Regions from separate parts of the Sus scrofa genome. Here region 1 is linked to region 2. The links are chromatin contacts, called in public Hi-C maps. All regions are on one chromosome and are shown on one strand. Each heading gives the region's core, a stretch centred on a gene start, on an enhancer-like site or on the middle of the called end of the contact. The rest is flanking DNA. Distances are from core to core; before and after follow the strand shown. Region 1 overlaps TTLL5 (tubulin polyglutamylase TTLL5). Region 2 overlaps TTLL5 (tubulin polyglutamylase TTLL5).

Region 1 (6,756 bases), core at 905-3,404, 220 kb before region 2:
ATTCCTTTTTGGAAGGAGTTTAGATGGGCTGGGGAAAGATATTTGAAGCTTTCTGATCCAATGTAAATGAATCCTGTGGTGGGTAAATAATTTTCCTCCCTCCCTTGCTCTCCTGGGGTAGTTTGATGAATAATGCTTCTCAAATAAGTTTATAAATATTCTCCTAGAGGTAAGAAGAGTATTAAGCTCATAGCAGGTGTGCCATTAATGCATTAGTGTGTAGGGTAAAGCAAAGAGGAAAGGAATCATTAAAACCTTGAGGTTTCACAGAATTTTCTGAAAAGTTTTGAAGGCCATAGCTGGCAACAAAATACTGGGGGCCACTTTGGTGAAGTGTGGGTACAGCCTTATCAAGTCAGGTCATTCCTTCAGTGTAGAAGCTCTTTCTGTATGGGTGGAAGGATGGGGTTTATAGTTTGTTTTGCGTCCAATTACGGTACGTTTATCTTAAGTAACTCAGAGAAAAAGCATAATTAATCAATCTCACCAAAAAGTTTTAAAAAAATTTTGCTTCCTGACTGACTCCCATTATCTAAAGGTCTAGTTCACAAACTACCCATCTGCAGTCTAAAAGTCTTCTTTAATAATCATCTTTAATAATAACTATTCATTCTCTTTAGATGCTATTGCAATTTGACTGTCAAATATCATGCTTTTCAATACATCTGTTACATTTTACCTGTGATAACTCAATTATGGCTTTAGTTTCTTTCTTTGATCAGTCTCAATGCCCCCTTACTTTTAATCAAAAGCCTCCATGATAGCAAGGACATTTCTTACTGCCACAGCGCCACCTACTGGTAGGTCAATACAGAAGCAAGCCAGTGGTAGCTTAACTGATCCACGGTTTTGGAGAGTCCTGCCTGAGCTTTGTTTTATAAAATGTCAATTTCCTTGTCATTTTGAGAAACTATCACTTCTCTTGATAGCTATTAAATCTCTTGCTGTGGTATAAAGTCAGCAAGTTATAATAAAAAACTATGCTTTTATTTCTTACTGTTACCTTAAATTGGCCCTGACTTCACCGACTTTGATTTTCTCTGTCCTATAACTGTAGCAAGAGTTCCAGATTGTGTGGGCAAGGGTTTGGATCTGGCGAAAACAATTTGGGGAGCTTCCAAAGATCCTGAAAAATGTAAAAAAAACAAAAAACAAAAAACCCCTACTTAACACTTTATTTGATCTTGGCTGAAAGGACAAGCGGTCAAGCAAGGTTTTAGGGGATCATCGTTTTCCCTGATGTTGGTGCCCCAAACACCGAATCTATCCTTTCTCTCTTGCTTTCTAACAACATAAAAGTGGGTAATCAGCCCAAACTCTTGTCCCTTGGGTTCTGGGGAGAGAAGAACGTTTGGGGCACAGCAGAGGGTATAAGACACCAGGGTGAGCATCTCAAGAGCTTTATTTATTTTTATTATTAATCTATTATTCTTAAGCCGCCCCAGATCTCCAAAAGGTATACAATACATGTGAAAAGAACAAGAATATTACAGTAAAAATAGGTCATTCTGCCGAGAGCTGCCAGGAAAATAATTTCACTTGAAAGTCAGAGTGATTTCTAGGTCCTTAGGGTTTAAGCTCCACTGGGTTTACTTTATATTAAAATGAGTTCCTTTTTCTTGTTGTCTCACTGATAATGTGAGCAGGCAGAGGCACCCTGACCTGCTGCTGCCTCGTTCCCATGCAAAGAGCCTAAACCTACAGTGGATTTTTTCAGGGCCCCAAATGACAAACACTTAACAAGGCACTGCTTCTCACTTTCCCTAAATGAAATCCAGCATCGGTGTTCAAAAAGTGTAAGGTCCCTTTCTCCAACTATAGATCAATAAAAGAGTTAAAAAAACAAAAACCAACCAACCAACCAAACAAAAAAACACCACAGTTGGGGGGAGGGGAGCATGTAGAGGCTGGGCTCCAGGACAGGAAAAGCTTAGGCGGAAGCTAAGGGCCAGGGATGAGGGCAGCTGGGATGCTTCAGGCCCTACAGCAACGGTAGTTTACGCCATCAAATCAGCACGAGAGAAATGCCAGTTATCTAATCTGTTGCTCTCTGCTATTTTAGTTCACTATCATCACTTCAGAACTCAAGAAGAACACCATGGTTATAAAGAAGGAAGGCCAATGGCTTTGGCTTTGAGCCAGAGGCCCTCACTCCAGCTTCCTTCTCAAATTTCCAAATTTGCTGACTCTACACCTTCCCTTCTATAGCAAACACAGAATATATAGCCTGAGGTAGGGAAGTCAAGGAAAGTAACATTCATGGAGCATTCCAGGCACTCTGCTAAGGGCTTTCACATTCACTACCTCATTTAATGTTCATAATAAGAAGAATGTCACTAAGCCACCATCAGCAGGAAAGGACTCCGAGTTGTTTTTCAACAGTGCCCTGGGATGAACCACTATCTCATTCAGACTGCCTGCTGAACAAGGTCACACAGCTTTAAGGCCTGCTTGGCTAGACTTGGGGGAGGGTCAAGGGGTCAGGAAACAGACTTTTGCTATATTCATGGACTCAATAACTGAGTTAACTTGACCAGACAGGGCTAAATACCTTTCATAGTCAGTCTAGTGATTCCTATACAGGCAGAACTTCCCAACTCAGAGAGACGTGTAAACTTTTTGACTTATTATGGGGGTTGTTTTTCCCTCTTGTAGGTTTAAAGAAAAATGTTTTAAAAAGCAACCTAACCTTCTCCTTTTTATAGGATACTCTTCTGAACCCCTAGAAGAACACCTTTAAATCTATGTGTAATAGAGAAGAACATAATTTGTAGTTGAAATGCTGACGTGTCAGGGAGTTATTTCTAGCTTTATAAATAGTTCTAATAAGGTTAGTTATTATTATATTGCTAAGTGTTTTATTGGGAATGTGGAAAATGCCTGAGCCTTGCTACATCATGTTCATCAGTATTTCTTTAAGGATCAGGAACACCGGGAAAGTCACAGAAGAGAAATACGTTCGACGGACTTTTTAGAGGTCTAGAGTTATTTAGAGACAAAAGAAGAAGAACTTCTCCTTGCTCTGTTTTCTTTTTTTTTTTCTTTTTTTTTTTTTTTGTCTTTTTGCTATTTCTTTGGGCCGCTCCCGCGGCATATGGAGGTTCCCAGGCTAGGGGTCAAATCGGAGCTGTAGCCACTGGCCTACGCCAGAGCCACAGCAACGCAGAATCCGAGCCGCGTCTGTAACCTACACCACAGCTCACGGCAACGCCAGATCCTTAACCCACTGAGCAAGGCCAGGGACAGAACCCGCAACCTCATGGTTCCTACTCGGATTCGTTAACCACTGCGCCACGACGGGAACTCCTCCTTGCTCTGTTTTCATCACAAATTCAGTACAACTGTTATAAAAACTTCTAAGTAACGCCAACAATCAGTAAATATTAATTCATGATCAAGATGCTGAAAGCATGACCAACGTGGCCCCTCAAATTTCCCCCTTCCTCAGCCAGAGTGCATGCAAAGAGTTCAATTATGTACTTAATTTACCAATTAGACATGTAAATAAAATGAGCAGGCTTCCTGGATCTGCCAAGCTTTGTACACCTGTCCAGCCTCAGCAAATGTGAAGAGCTGCAGGGGCCCTCACTGCTGTATCTCATGGAGACCCTTGCAACCAGTCCCAGGTTATCTTAGCCACACTTCTCAGGCCGTACGAGTTCCAGGTGGAAATTTAACTTCCTTAAAAATAACTGCAGTGTTTTAGTAATTCTTTTGGGGTCCCCTGACGGGGGTAGACTATACACTCATCACAATCAGATGTATCTTTTTTTTTTTTTTTTTTTTTTTTTTTAAGTGCTGCACCCATGGCATATGGAGGTTCCCAGGCTAGGGGTCTAATCAGAGCTACGGCTGCTGGCTACAGCCACAGCCAGAGCCACACCAAATCTGAGCCGAATCTGCGACCTACACCATAGCTCATGGCAACGCCGGATCCTTAACCCACTGAGCGAGGCCAGTGATTGAACCCACAACCTCATGGTTCCGAGTCGGATTTGTTTCTGCTGCACCACGACAGGAACTCCCATCAGATATATTTTGAATTCAGATTCAAAAAGTTTAAGTGGAGAATAAAATCTACTCTTCTCATAGGATTATCTGACTCAGATGCAGTAATAGTGCCGTTCTCTTTATATTGCTTCCTTTGGCTCTCAGAGTAAGCCTATGATGCAGATGTAAGTAGCCTCATGATACCGTCAAAGTAATCAGACTCCTCAGCGAGCCTGGTCATTTTAAGGTGTACTGGGTCACACACACACCCCCTCGCAGCTGGGCCTTAAACTCCTTCACGGCTCCCCACTGCTCTCAGGAACAAGCTCCCTCCACGGCTTAGAGGCTGACCTTGTACCTCTACAGCCTCTTGCCACTCCCTGCTCATCCCTGGTCCCCAGCCACACTGACCCCTGAGGTCAGCACCAGCTCCCTTCCCACACTGTTCCACCCCACATCCCCAACTCTCCTGGCTGACCTGTCCATAGTCAGACTCCCGCAAAGATGCTTATTCCTCTAGGAAGCCCGCCCCAATCCCTAAAGCGCTTGGGCCAGGTTGCTTGGCTTCAAATACTGCCCCACCATTTACTAGCTGCGAGGTTTTACTTGTTTATTATTATTATCTTTTTCTTTTTTGGCCACCACGTGGCATAGGGACTTCCCTTTTGAGCCAGGTATCTGGATCAGAGCCGTAGTTGTGACCTACACTGCAGCCAGTGCAACACAGGATCCTTAACCCACTGTGCCGGGCTAGGGATCCAACTTGAGTCCCAGCACTCCAGAGACACCACTGATCCTGTTGCACCACAGTGAGAACTCCCAGCTGGGAGGTTTTAAGTGCATTTCATAATCTGTGCCTTTATTGCTTCAGCCATGAAATGGGGAACACAGCTCCTATATTATACGCCCATTTTGTGAACAAATGAGTTGTGACATGTAAAGCATTCAGGACTGTGCCTGACACATAGCAAGCGCTCAGCCAACTCTGTCTATTATTCTGAGTCCCCAGTGCCTGCTAGTCCCCCCTCCCAGGCTCCCCAGGGCAGGGGCTGTCTGGTTCACCTTACGTGCCTCAGTGCCCAACATGCTACTTTCTCAAGAAGGCTCAAAAATAAGTATTTGTTGAATTGAATCCAAGTGATTTGCTTTCAATTTTCTGAATAGCTATTTGAGTATTTTTCTAAATTATTATTCACAGAAAACTATCCCTGCACCTCCACTGAGAGGCCCTTAGCAACTACCTGGCAACAGACCGTGACATCAGCATGACAGGATGCACATCAGACCACAGCTCTGGATCTGCATCCATGGAGCATCTCCCACAGGCCCCTTGACTTTCTGAGCCTCTGATTCCTCATGCGGAGGGACGAGGTTAGACCTCACAAGGTGCAGTGAGGATTTAGCGAGAGACCCCACATGCGGAAAAACCATAGAAACAGTAAAACACCAGTCGAACAAGGCATTTTTACTAATTGCTGCAAACCTGCTGACATTCTACCAGACTGGGAAATTCCAAATATCCCAAACCAGTTCTGGAAAACCATTTACTCCTAAAATGTCGGTATCGTTTGAAAGAAGAAAGGAACAAAACACCCATTTGCCAATGCTTCAGAAACCTGGATGCTTCGTACTGTGGACTGGCGCTCTCTTCAGAGGCAGCCCAGCCCCTCCCCGCTGTCTGGCCTGGAACTCACCTGCGGAGCTGGTGATGGGCACGAAGGCTGCAGATTAAGGCTGCTCTGGAGTCCACTCAGCTGCCCTTCCGTGGAGGATCCTCTGAAACACAAGCAGCTTGTTAGAGCTGCAGAGAGAAAGCGAGGTCAAGTCCAGGCCCTCCAATGGCTCTGCCTCTTGCTCTCGGCATTGCTACTCATTCCCTTGCTTCTTTCAAGACCAGATGTCATCTCACGAGAAAGGACTTATACGATCAATCCATCCCCTTCTTCTGAAAGGTTATGTATCTGAAAACTGATTGTCCACCTCTCCACACTGGAATGTAGCTTCAAGAAAGCCCAGACTTTGATCACTACTGTGTCCCCAGTGTTTAGAACAATGCCTGGAACCTGAGACGCACTCCACCAATATTTGCTTATTAAATGAATAAATTAAGTTCTTGGTATTGACTTGGATAAATCATATCTTGTATGATACCACAAATGTCTCAGCATTACCAAATGCCCCTCGTGGGAGGGTGAGGGTAGCGGGCAAATCTGAGGATAGTGATTCTCTACTGGGGGAAGGAGGAGGGGCAGATTTGTCCCCTACTCTCACCCTCCCACAAGGGACATTTGGCAATTTCGAGGCACTTGTAGTTGTCATAGCTTGTGGAGCCTAGTGGGTCGAAGCCAGGAAAGATGCTACACCTTTCCTACAGAGCACTGGAAAGTGTCCCCAAACAAAGAAATGTTCTAGCCCAAGATGTCCATGGTGCCGAGGCCGAGAAACCGTTATTTGGGGGCAGCTGTCCTCATGCCACCTTTGGCAAGAGATAGGACAAAGAATATTAGACTCTTTGGGCACAGATCTCCCAGGCTCGTGTTTTAGAAATTCTATGACTACCTTGATGTCCTACAGACCATGCCAGGTTTCTCTGCTATAGGCTCTCACAGCTTTGTAATTCGTTCATTGCATTTATCAAAATTCTAAGACTGTGTAACTGGTTGCTTAATATCTGTCATTCTTGCTGGAATTATATGCTCCATAAAGACAGAGGTTGTTTTAATCTTATTCACTGTTCTGCCTGTAGCTCCCAATATTGCATTTTGT
Region 2 (6,458 bases), core at 513-3,012:
TCAATCCCTGCCCTTGCTCAGTGGGTTAACGATCCGGCGTTGCCGTGAGCTGTGGTGTAGGTTGCAGACACGGCTCGGATCCCTCGTTGCTGTGGCTCTGGCATAGGCCGGTGGCTACAGCTCCGATTGGACCCCTAGCCTGGGAACCTCCATATGCCGCAGGAGCGGCCCAAGAAATAGCAACAACAACAACAACAAAAAAAAAACAACTCCCACCTTCAAATAACACCACCTTGAGAGTTAGGATTTTAATATGTAAACCTGGGAGGTCACATTCAGATCACAGCACCACCATGCATCACAGACTTGTTGCCACTGAATAGTAAATGCCCTTTAGATGGTACATGTGAGCTCTGGTTCTCCAGTCTCCACCTAGCCAGCTGTTTAGTCAATGTCCTTGTGAACACTGAGGTTTGCGATTTGTGATTTAGATCTTCACATTTCATATTTCATCCTAGTTAGGTCTGAAAGCATCAACACAATTCTTTTATTAGAAACAACCTAAAAGTGGTAATTCTCTACTAGCTAGCCTAGGACCAAGTTTGCAAATACTTCTCCTAACACACATACTGAAATTTACATGAGGAATTGAGTCTTGAACCACCTCCTTAATGAAATCAAGCTTTAGGAAAAGCTCTCAAGACAGAATTTCATAGCCTTGACCTTTAAGCCTAAAAAGGGGGGGGGGGGCAGGGAGAGGGAGCAAGAGAGAGAAAGAAAAAAAAGGTGGGGGGGAACTCTACTTTTTTTGCCAAATCAGAAACTCTGGGTACTATTTCACAACCTACTGATGAGTAGAGAACTATACGTCCATTTTTTTTTTTTTTTTGGTACACACTAAAACATATTAGATTATCTTTATTCTAATAGACAATAAATTCTTTTTATTTTGCTTTTTAGGGCCACACCCATGGCACATGGAGGTTCCCAGGCTAGGGGTCAGTTAGGAACTACAGCTACAGGTCTATCCCACAGCCACAGTAACATGGGATCTGAGCCTCATCTGCAACCTATACCGCAGCTCATGGCAACGTCAGATCCTTAACCCACTGAGCGAGGCCCGGGATTGAACACGCATCCTCATGGATACTAGTCGGGTTCATAACCCACTGAGCCACAACAGGAACTCCTCTGACAATAAATTCTTAAATCAAAAGCTGTATTTTCTTTTTGCTTTCGAATGTTTCTCAATGAGAATGAAGACAATGGTAATAATTTGTCTAAAACTCTTGAGTGAGTGAGTGTGTGTGTGTGTGTGTGTGTGTGTGTGAAGGAAGGGTCTCGCTGTTAGACATACAGTAGGTACCTGACAGGCACTAAATGAAACCACACCTGAGTTGCTGGTTCAGGAGCTCTACTACATGGACCTCAAACGGGAAGGAAAACACAGTTAGTGGGGTCCTTTCACCTCTCCTTTGTTCTATGAACACGAGACCACAGTCAGTCCCTGAGAGTCTAGATGGAGGATAGTTAAACCACACATTTATTCTAACAAACATTCACTGCAAACACACAAAGTAAGGGGAGGGCAGCTCTGAGGAGACCCTGGCTGTGGCGGACACGTTATCTTTCAGCAGGTGTAGCCATTCAGAGCCACAAAGGCCTGGAGGATCAAGAGACAGCGCCTCAGGCAGCCGTGCCAGGAGCCACTGGGTTTCATCCTGCCCTGACCCAGAAAAATCTTATGGAAGAGAACAAGAGGCCCAAGAGCTCTCTGATCTGCTGTCAACCAGCTGCGGCCGGGAGACTGCCAAAGTGCTGCAGTGACGAGGCAGCGCCCTGCGGAGCCGTCTGGGAGGGGATTACCAGCCTGATCCCCTGGTCCTCAGAGCCAGAAATGACTCAAACTTCACAAACAGCAAGGGCCTGCCAGGGAGGGTGACAATGAGCGCTGGAGAGGGTTTTCTCCCCCTTGTCGGTGTCTCTCCCCTCCTCCTGCTGCTGTGGCAGATTCTGGACAGTGTGCAGCCCGTGAGGTAATCTGAATTCCTTGGCAACCGGCAAGTACCTGAATTCTTTCAAAACCACAGGAATCCAGCAGAGAAAAGGTAAATATCCCTGCGGAGCCAGTGTTAATTAGCAAGGAAGGCTACTGAAGAAGGAACTGGGGGCGGGGAGCAAGGGAGAGGCATTACAAATGCTTCGGGATCTTTTCTGAGTTTCCACTGAATAATATGGCTGAGGCCAAAGAGAGGCAGTCCCCGACCAGACCAACCGGGGCCTCCTCGGGCCTTCTCGGCATCCCCTTCTCCCACCTCCGCCGTGTGGGTGGAGCTCCCCCAGTTCCCTGGATGGGCTCTTTCATCCCCCCCACCCCACCCCAGTTGCTAGCGCTACCTAGCTTTGGGTCTCTGACAGCACATTTGGTTTTCAACTCAATTTTGTTTTAACTTTCTTTTTCAACTTTTTATTTTTCCTCTTTCAGCGAAAATTTGGCTGTTAGCTTTGTCTCAAAAAGGGCCTTCACAAATGGTTTAGACCACATACTGGATCCACCTAAAACTGTAAAATCCAGGACAAAGTCTTTCTGGATTCCACCTCTGAAAGGAAAAAGAGCCTGCACCATTTTGGTAGAGAACAGCACCCCTCTTTGGAAACCGGAGTGTCCCCTGCTGGTGCCAAACAACAACATACGAGGAAAGTCAAAAAGCAGGAAGGGGCAAAACACTGGACTCAAATACTACTGACACCATTTTTTAAAACGTCTCAATATTTTGTCCACATATAAGAAGAAGAGAGTTTTTCTACTTCCCATGTTAATAAGACAAGGACAACTGAAATTACTAGTCTAGAAAAAAAGCATTTAGGGTCTTTTGCTTTAGTAAATCTAAGAAGGTAAAGAATTTACACAAAATTCTTACTTCACAGAACCGTCTTATGAAATGAACTTAACCTTTCCGTCACCTAAGCATGACTTCTGAGGCCCCAAACAGAAATGATACGGGTTCTAAAAAAGGAGACCAATGACACTGCTGCCAGTTCTGTCTCTTTAGGAAAGATGATGGTTTTCCTTGTTGAGCCTCAAAGTAAAATGTTTGAGTGATCTCATCCCAAACTGATTATCTTCAGTAATGTCCATATAAAACACACGTGACCCAAGGTTACTAGAGACTGCAGATCTGGAGATGCTGTAGACTATTGTTGAGAGTAATGACACAATCGAGCGGATTCTGCGGATTAAAAAGAAGCAGAGGAACGCCAAGATACACAGCGGTTAAGACACAGCAACTTAGGCGCATGGAAGTTATTGCACAGAGCAATGCACCCTTGCAGGACTGGCTAATAGCCTGTCATAATGTATTATCCTCTTGTAAAGCTTTATTATTCACCTATGCTTTTAGGTAAAATGAGCCAAAGCCCTGAAAATTCATATTTTTTGGTTCAATTTAATCCAAGTTTTAAAAAAGCTGTTTTCCAAATTATTCTGAGAAAAAGCATCCACTAAAAAAAATTATGGACACATACTCAGTTCCTGCTGGAGGCATGAGAACAGAGTCACTCAATTCAGTGGGTTCTGACTTCCCACACACAGCCAATAGCCAGAGCACTTGCATGTCTGTAGTAAATTTTATAATAAATATTGGTATTGCAATCTGAATCACTTTGCATCTGAACCACTGAGGTTTTAAAACTATGCCAGATTTTACCAACAGAGAGGCTATTAATACTGCGGGTGAAGTACCTTTGGAATAATATGCAAAACATACTGCTATGATATCCTTGAGAAACAGCATGACCTTGAGGTCTCTGCCCTATTCAGGAAGCCCAGTTGATGGCAGGACATAATCAGCTCCCAAGAAGGGGAGAGGAAACAAGCTGGGCGAAGATGAGTGGAAGCAGGAGGGTGAAGGAGCTCATGGCACACAGAGGGAAACAGGGACATCTCAAATTACAAAATGAAAAATCTTCAGCACCTTATACACCTGAGCAGAAGCAAGGGGCCTATTTCACCTTCTTTTTGTCCTAGATACTATGGATATTCAGCTTTCATCCCTATACTTCAAAATGTGAGAGCACGGGTGTTTAAAAAACACTACAGAAAACTTCTTTCCTATGAAAATCTGTTTAGTAGTTAGTAGTTAGTTTGTGCCCAGATACCTGGTTCAGCCCTTTATCTAAAAACCAAGGAATATTTTAGCAATGCCCCCCTACCCTCCTGCCCCAGCTTAGTTTTCAAGGATCTAGAGAACAGAACTAGGGAGATTCAGTGGCCTTCGGTGTTTCCCAAGGTTCAAACTCAGAAATCTTAGTTAAAAATATGACCGGGCTTATAAATGGTATCACTGCCACCTGGAGGTGAAGGGAAGTCATGGCTCAACCAGCTAGAATCTAGTTCTCACCCTCTGACTCTAGTCACACAGCACATCAAAAATTTTTGATGGAGCATGATAATGTAAGAAAAAAGAATCTATACATGTATGTGTAACTGGGTCACTATGCTGTACAGTAGAAAACTGACAGAACACTGTAAATCAGCTATAATGAAAAAAAAATAAAATAAAAATCATTATATATAAAAAATTTTTTGAGTATATGAAATAATTAAAATGATTCTAAACTAACAGTTGTCAGAGTACAATAATATGTACCAAAGCACCTACAATTACATAGGTAGCCTTCTTTTATCCATGGTATTTCATGTTTTTAAAGTACACTTACTAAAATACAGAAATATTATGGCCATGCTTTTTACAGATGCAAACCACCTCCTAAACTGCTATGCCCAATAAGGAACCTACACATAAAAGGAACTTCAAAGCAAGGTACTTGGTGAAATTTTATATATATATTTATATAAAACCAAAGAATATACACACACATACATACTTTTTGAACATACATACATATTTGTGTTGCGGGAGAAAAGAACACAAGCACAGCTAAGTTACATACTTATTTTAAAAAATTGAAAGGGTCTAAGAAAATGCTGCTACCTGTAAAATCCTGTCAACATGGGAAATACAACTTCAAATTATTATAATTTTAATTTAACTTGGGGGAGTTTCCACTGTGGCTCAGCGGAAACAAATCTGACCAGCAACCTTGAGGACGTGGATTCGATCCCTGGCCTTGCTCACTGGGTCAGGATCCAGAGCTGCCATGAGCTGTGGTGTAGGTCACAGATGCAGCTCGGATCCCAAGTTGCAGTGGCTGTGGCTGTGGCTGTGGCCGGCAGCTGCAGCTCCATTTCAACCCCTAGCCTGGGAACTTCCATATGCCACAGGTGTGGCCCTAAAAAGCAAAAAAAGAAAAATTTTGTAAGTCACACTACCTTAAAACCTAAGAAGTACCTCTAGAGAAACAAAATTATAGGTGTGAGTGTGTGTGTGTGTGTGTGAATAATCAATGTGAAGTATAGATTTTTATGTGGGAAAAAAAAAGCAGCTAACACCTTCCCCCACCCCCAAATACAAGAGAGCATGAAACAGTTCAAGCCCTCAGCTGTGGATCCAGGAGTTCAAATCCCCACTCCACTATCAATCAACCAAGGTCTCTTACCTCGCCAATCCTTCTTCATAGAGATAGATGACAAGAGGATCATAGGAAGTCACAAGCACATAGAGGCGCACATCAAACTTAAAATCTGGAAAAAAAAATTGGGGTGCACAGGAAAAACAAAGTTCATTTGTTTTCTGTCACAGAATAAACAGGACAATGTAACAAAAAAATATAAAGGAAAGAAGAGCTCTCCTCTCCCCATGAAACACACACTGCCCACACACCTTTTCCTTTTGAGGACAGATAATAATTATACTGTATCTATAACGAGAGAGAATGTATATACATGTATTGAATAGCCTTCATATATATATTTGTTACCGTATAACCTATAAAGCACTTTCTTTTTTATTATCTCAAAATCATCTTCAAAATAATCCCTCAAGGTAGGTAAGGAACCAGCCTCATCTCTGGAGCCACAGCTGCCAAGAATTTGACAGTAGCTTAATAAAACTTACCAGAGAACACTATAAAAAGGTTAAAAAAAAAATACTAGTAAGCTCTAGCCCAATCCAGTCAAGGGCCTAATCACAACTCACCATCTATGAGCAGGGGGTTGTTAATGTAACGGGAGACCAGGATGTTCTCTTCCAGGGAAATCTGGTTTGGCTGTGGAGTAATGAGAACAATGAGAGGGTAGAAATGCAAAGGATTCCTAACTTACAATAAAGAACAAAGCTCTTAACCTTTTAGAAATGATAATGTGGAAACCTAAAACTCTAAGAAAAGTTTTCCTCCAAGCTACCCACACACTAATTGGCCACATAACACACCACTTCCATAAACACTGTGAGTATCCAATTGTAATGGAGGAAAAAGACATTTACACAGCACCTGTCACACAATAAATTGAGCCTAAACAGCTTTAAAGATTTACATACAAGATACTAAATATTTACATGCCAAGAAAATAAAAGCGACTTAAAAAATAAATGAAAACGTGGAGTTCCCTCTGTGGC

Evidence for each region. A called contact is a pair of places that touch in the nucleus more often than the background predicts.
Region 1: a Hi-C map of liver shows a contact between it and region 2, with 1.7 times the contacts expected there. The contact joins two enhancer-like sites. A contact is called at or near these places in 13 of 47 Hi-C or Micro-C datasets (alveolar macrophages, embryonic fibroblasts, epiblast stem cells and 7 more) and 1 of 2 datasets of contacts at active chromatin or transcription factors (skeletal muscle).

The regions. Positions count from the first base shown.
Region 1 is chr7:99,076,474-99,083,229 of Sscrofa11.1, reverse strand. TTLL5 (tubulin polyglutamylase TTLL5) reads right to left here. Exons shown (of 32, transcript XM_021099539.1): 31 at 5,685-5,766; 32 at 1-1,126. The coding sequence ends at 1,046. Among named protein-coding and RNA genes, the nearest start is that of TGFB3, 74 kb to the left of the region's middle. Within about 2 kb of position 2,154, at least 16 of the 83 cell types and tissues checked have an H3K27ac peak or open chromatin away from gene starts, as enhancers often do. A contact at or near this core is called in fetal skeletal muscle and liver, where this site is marked.
Region 2 is chr7:98,860,310-98,866,767 of Sscrofa11.1, reverse strand. TTLL5 (tubulin polyglutamylase TTLL5) reads right to left here. Exons shown (of 32, transcript XM_021099539.1): 8 at 6,039-6,108; 9 at 5,500-5,584. Among named protein-coding and RNA genes, the nearest start is that of TTLL5, 41 kb to the right of the region's middle. Within about 2 kb of position 1,762, at least 59 of the 83 cell types and tissues checked have an H3K27ac peak or open chromatin away from gene starts, as enhancers often do. A contact at or near this core is called in fetal skeletal muscle and liver, where this site is marked.